Regions from separate parts of the Triticum aestivum genome. Here region 2 is linked to region 1. Evidence: chromatin contacts called from public Hi-C data. All regions are on one chromosome and are shown on one strand. The core of a region is the stretch at or near the end of the contact, and the rest is flanking DNA. Distances in the headings are between cores, read along the strand shown. Region 1 holds the start of LOC123078864 (RNA polymerase II transcriptional coactivator KELP). Region 2 holds the start of LOC123078870 (protein PLASTID TRANSCRIPTIONALLY ACTIVE 7).

Region 1 (3,007 bases), core at 267-2,766:
AGAGTACATATAGACTTCCATAAAGCATGAAAGCTGAACTTAATACAGATGTCATAGACAAAACTACTGATCTGAATTGCTAGATAGAGAATAACCAGGGTCGGAGGCTAATGAGCACCCATATCACCATATCAGTTGCTCTGCAGCAGCAATAGAAAAAGAGAAGGCACACTAATCATAGCCAAGCAGTGACCAATGGACAAATTGCACAGTGCTACATAGTTTGATCAACACAGGATCTTTATGGCATAACTAATAGCCACAGGTAAAAATGACAACAGAGAAATTGGTTTCAATAAATACCGATATTCGCAAGTCCCGCACAATTTACACAGGGGGACTTTGTACAAGCTAAGTTTATGGCATAACTTGTAGCCACAGGTAAAATGACAACAGAGAATTGGTTTCAATAAATAATGGTGTTCGCAAGTCCCACACAATTTACACGGTGGGACTTTGTACAAGGCTAATGGCCGCATTAAGTCCAAGGTACACTCCCCCTCAACGCTGGTATACTATCCACCACTTGCAAGTGGAATGTATTAGGCTAATGAACAGATGAACATGGCAAACAAAATGACAATAAAGTGTTTCAGTTTTGACATAATCTGATAGTGTGGATTTCAGGCAACTGATGCACCCTTTCCTGCAAAGACTGAAACCTGAAACAAAACCCAACCAAATCGACATTGCTGCAAGGTCGCCGTAACTAGCAGGTTTGCCATAACTGTGAATATACCAAGACGAAAGGCCATTCGAACTGAGCAAAACAAATATTCAAATCTGGGATTCGAGCAGAAATCCAATCCTCGAGCTCAAGAAATAATTGTGAGATTGGCAGCACCTTTGGAGGTGGGCAGTTCCTTGCCGTCCTTGAAGTAGTACTCGCGGATAGACACCAGCGTTTTGCCCTTAAACTCCTGCAGCGTCACCCTCCTGTTCTTCGACAGCTGCAAACGCAAACAAATCGCACCGTAAACCCTAGCCCCGGCACTAAACCCTAGCAATGTTTAGGCGAGAACAGTTGAACTCACGCGGCAGAGGATGAGGTCTCCATTATCGTCGAACTCCTTTTTTCCTTCACCTCCCTTGTCCTCCTCCTCCTCCTCCTCCTCTTCCCCCTCCTTCTCCTCATCCTCTTCCTGCCCTTCCTCCTCCTGACGCTGCTGTTTCTTTTTCCCCTCCTTGCGGGAGCCGCCCTTCTGCTTCTCGTCTTCTTCTTCGGCGAGGGACTTGAGGTAGTCCTCCACGAGGCGTCGCACGAAGCGCTTGTGGAGGGGGAGGTCGAGGTCGATGCCGAGGCGGTCGGCGGCGGCGGTGCGGACCTTGTACTCCGTCAGGGACTCCATGTCGGAGCCCCGCAGGATCTCCAGCACCGCCGCCTCCACTTTATCCTGCGTCTTCTCGTCCATGTCCACGCCCGGAGCCGCCGCCGCGTCCTTCGCCGGTTTCCTCCTGCGCAGTTACCCTCCGTGCGCTTCGTCGATGGAGTGAATGGGGGGAGAGGAGAGTAGTAGAGGCTCCTCCGCTACGGGCCGATGTATCAGGCCGTGAATGTCAGATTCGGTTAATGGATTATTCTGCGCATACCGGGCCTGTTGGAACTGGGCGCCCACCCGAGGCCCAAAATAAACTCTAAAATTGTTTGCTATAAGCTTGTAAATAATTAGGGCTGGATCCTATTCGGGGGGCTCCTAACCGGCGCTCGAAGCGCACGTTACTGGGCCGGCCCAGGTGAGCTTCGACCGAAAACCACGACGCGAGAAAATGAACGTGAAAATTTGCGAAAGCTGGGTTTCGAACTGACGATCACACTTCTTTCTGTCCGACACGAGAACCACTAGACCAAATACGTTCTTATGTTCTGTAGCTAGGAAAACGTTCTACTTAACCGTTATTCAGTGAAAACATTAACGTAAAATCTGAAAATTAGTTGAAAAGTTCATTGGTTCTGAAAAATAAGTTCATTGATTTTGAAAACTAGTTCACCATTTTTCTAAAAAATTCACAAATTTTTAAAAAGATTAAACGATTTTGAAAAAATGTTCATCAGTTTTGAAAAAAGTTCATCAATTTTGAAAAAAAGTTCATCGATTTGGAAAAAAGATTCATGGAATTTGGGAAAAAATGTTCATCAAATCTGAAAAAAATTCATCGAATATGAAAAAAAATCAACGGATTTGAAAATTGTTCATTGGTTTTAAATTATTCATTGAATTTGAAAAAAGTTCATTGAATTTGAAAAAAGGATCACCGAATTTGAAAATAAGTTCAGCAATTTCGATAAAGTTCATCGAAATTGAAAAAAAGTTCACAAATTTGATAAAAAGTTCATTGAATTTGAAAAAAGTTCATCAAATTTGAAAAGTTAGTTCATCAATTTTGATAACAGTTCATTGAATTTGAAAATAAGTTCATCGATTTTGAAATAAGTTCATCAAATTTGAAAAATAAGTTCATCGAATTTTATAACAGTTCATTGAATTTGAAAATAAGTTCATCGATTTTGATAAAAGTTCATTGAATTTGAAAAAAGTTCATCGAAATTGAAAAAGTTCACGAATTTAATAAAAAGTTGGCGCATTTAAGGAAAGAAGAAAAGAAACATGAAAAAGTAACCAGAGAAAAAACACACCCAGAAATTGACCAGCGAACGACCTAGATAAAGATTAAAAAAGAAAAGAAAGAAGTTTGTGGACATAGACGCGTTCTTATCCTGGTGGTGAGTGCGCTCCACATTCAATCGAGCGATCCAGTGTTCGATCCCTCGCTAGCTCACGTTAATTTTGCTCTAGTTTCAATAGGAAAAAAAAACGGGCCGGCCCAAGACGGCGCGGGGGTGTGCGCCCAGGCGCCGTTTAGGAAATGCGTCCTATTCGGCGCCCTCTGCGCCCGATATAGTAGATTCCGCAAATGGGCGCATACCCCCAGCCTCCGCTGGGCCGGCCCATCTAGATTTCCCCCCTGAGTTAATTCACACAGTAAAAAAATACACTAATACTTGGAG
Region 2 (3,007 bases), core at 282-2,781, 450 kb before region 1:
GCCACCTCCATTGTGAATGCGAATCTGTTCTCTTGAGATAACATGAGCTGGTTGATATCCAAGCACACAAGCTTCCCATTTCCCCTTACTTTTCTCACTTTCTCTTCTAAGAAAGGGATACGATCCAACTTGTAACGCAACATGTCATCCTCTTTGGTCTGCCAAAAACGAAAGGGGATTTTTAAGCATGATACCACTATGACGCTAGCAAATAACATGGAAATAAGGAAAAAGAATGTGAAATTTCTAAAGCATGTCAACAATGCTCACTATTCCATTTCATCTGATTTTATCCCATGGAAATTTTATTGTCTATGTAAACAACAAATGTGTGATATACAGCTGCTTGCATACCTGCATAACTGCTCGGAAATGGCCAAGCAGTGCTGAACATGTGACACAGTTTACCTAAAAGGAAAAGAAGGCAGCTCGTTCCTACTTCCTATAACAATGAACGAACTGTCTAGAAGAAGCATAGTGTAAGTCAGCGGCGTAAATTGGTTGGGAAAGAAGTCTGCAGTATAACAGCCGCTGACTTCTTATTTGACAGTTTGAAACAACCTGCAATTCAATGCAAGGTCATGAGCCAGCATGACCAAAGGGCCTGCACAAAACCGATAATACATCGCGTAACTTATCATAACGGAATAAGCAATCACACAACTCTCCAAATCGTAAATGTGTGCAAGCGATTAAACCTGTTAAGTGTACACCTTGATTCAGTGTTGTGCTGTTACATTAGCTTGTCACACGTTCAGTTATTCTGTGACTTGTCTTAGCCTGTAACTAGCCCACGATGCGCGATTCAGTGAGCGTCTGGCTCAGTGACTGCTAAAAGCAGAGCTATAAATATGTACCCCTGTACTGAACTTCGACGAACACAAGCCAATCATTTATCCTGTGGTTTAGATTTTATCAAATACCACATGGTAATGGACGCCGAATGATGGTTCTCGGGCCTCCTGAACACCACTATGCCCAACCTACGACGCAAAAGTTCTAGGCCCAATCGTATTTTATCCGGCAGCAAGCTCGTCCTTCGATTATTCACCGTCCTAGTTCCAACAGAAACAACCACGCAGAGATGAGGAGACCGCCTTGTTCGGCTGTTGCGCATACCAGTTTCCGGCGACGCCACACTCGCCGCCCACCGCTTACTCGCCCGTCCCCGCCCCCCTTCCCACTTCCAGGCTCACTGCTCTGCTTTTTCTACGAGATAATGGAAACAGCATGATAAGGATTGCGTCAGTTGGGCGAGGAGGAGAAGAAAAGGGGAAGGGAAGTAGGTTGCCTGGGTCGGGCTTCCACCTGAGCCTTCATGGAGATGGTGGCAGCGCTGCGGCTAGTCCTTCCGCCCGATTGAGGGGTGGAGGGGAGGCCGGCGGCGAGGTGCCCGTGGTGGTGGCGGGCGGCGAAGGAAGCGGCCATTGCCATGGCCATTTTTTGGACCGGGATGTTCGCGAGGCTGTTTCTTACCTCATCCAGTTATCGAGCCGTTTGGGCACGAGCAAGCGCTGCTTTTCTTTTTTTGAGGGATGGCACCAATATATGGGCTTCCAGGATAGCCCAAATAAACCCTAAGGGCCCAGCGACAGACCATTGGAGGAGAGCCCCCAACGCTCCAAGCGTTAAAACGCTGGGGAAACGCACAGAGCGTCAGAAACTGGGCTCATATCACACACTTTTTTTTGAAAGTTTCATACATTTTCTAAAACGTGTTCAGTCATTGAAGCATTTTTATTTAATTTTAAAAAATTCCTCGTACAAGATGAAAAAATTTCAAAGTTCATGATTTTTTTTTGAAAAAAATTATTGTCCACCCCAACTATTCGAATTCGCCCCAAACTCGGCAGTTGCCCCATTACTTGATCATTGTAACTCTTTGGTGATATAATTTCAAACAAAATAGGAGTAGGCTTGTTACTTGCAAAACAAGAGCCTAAACGTGTGTAAAATATGTCGCCATTTTTTATTTTGTAATCTGAGGTTAGTTGCAACTATCATATAAATAAAGTGTGGTGCATGCATTGTTGTTAGGTACTTTGACAAAAAAATAAAAATAAACCAATTTTCAAAGGAAACTCTTTTTTAAAATTTGTGAACCTTTTTGGGATACACCAATATTTTACAATTAAAAACATTTAATTCGTGAGTTTCTTTCCTTTTGCCTTTTAAATTTTAATTTATTTTAACACAGGTTTTTCCAACAAAATGATTTTTTTATAAATATCTTGAATTTTTGATTGAAAACTTTCTACAAAAATTATTTCTAAAAAATATTCACAACTTGTTTTACAATTTTATGAATTATTTGAATTTCAAGATCATTTATTAAAATGTGAACATATTGTTTAGAAATTCATGAAGTTTTAAAATTTATACACATTTTTTAAAATTCAGAGAGAAACGCAAACTCAAAATTGTGAATATTTCTAAAATTTGCATTCATGAACCTTTTCAAATCTATCAAAAAAACTACTAGCTGATTTTTTTTGGTCATTAACGACGACTATTTTTTATAGACAAACAATAAGACAAAAAAAGAGGCAAGAGAACACAATTGGACTCGGCCCAACGCATAATCTAGCGACATTCCGCCGCAACAGGTGCATAATAGGAGTTCTGACGAAGTTCGAGGGTGATAACATTGCCGTAAGTCCAAAATAAACCTTAAAATTGTAGGTGAAAGCTAAATCAAACCCTGAACTTTGAATCCCGGAAATTGGCACTCTGAACTTGTAATCCCGGTCTATTTTGGACCCTAGACCTGTTTGCCACACTAGAAATAAGATAATCCCGTCCGGGATAACCTTTACACTAAGAGACAAGAATCTGGGCCGGCCCACTATAACACAACAAGAAATCATGAACTTCTCAGAAGTTAAAAAATATTCCTGTTTCTAATTTTCGCACAAATACAATTCATTTTGTGTTTTTCTATTTTTCTGGAATTTCAAAATTCTATTTGTGTTTTTAAAAACTGTTTGTGATTCCAAAAAAGAGTTCT

Evidence for each region. A called contact is a pair of places that touch in the nucleus more often than the background predicts.
Region 2: a Hi-C map of leaf shows a contact between it and region 1, with 7 times the contacts expected there. The contact joins the promoter of LOC123078870 here to the promoter of LOC123078864 in region 1. A contact is called at or near these places in 2 of 5 Hi-C or Micro-C datasets (both in leaf).

What each region holds. Positions count from the first base shown.
Region 1 is chr3D:356,537,680-356,540,686 of IWGSC CS RefSeq v2.1, reverse strand. It overlaps LOC123078864 (RNA polymerase II transcriptional coactivator KELP), which reads right to left and starts at 1,516. Exons shown (of 3, transcript XM_044501504.1): 1 at 1,035-1,516; 2 at 845-950. The coding sequence starts at 1,412.
Region 2 is chr3D:356,990,601-356,993,607 of IWGSC CS RefSeq v2.1, reverse strand. It overlaps LOC123078870 (protein PLASTID TRANSCRIPTIONALLY ACTIVE 7), which reads right to left and starts at 1,531. Exons shown (of 4, transcript XM_044501509.1): 1 at 1,309-1,531; 2 at 1,120-1,209; 3 at 1-158. The coding sequence starts at 1,440.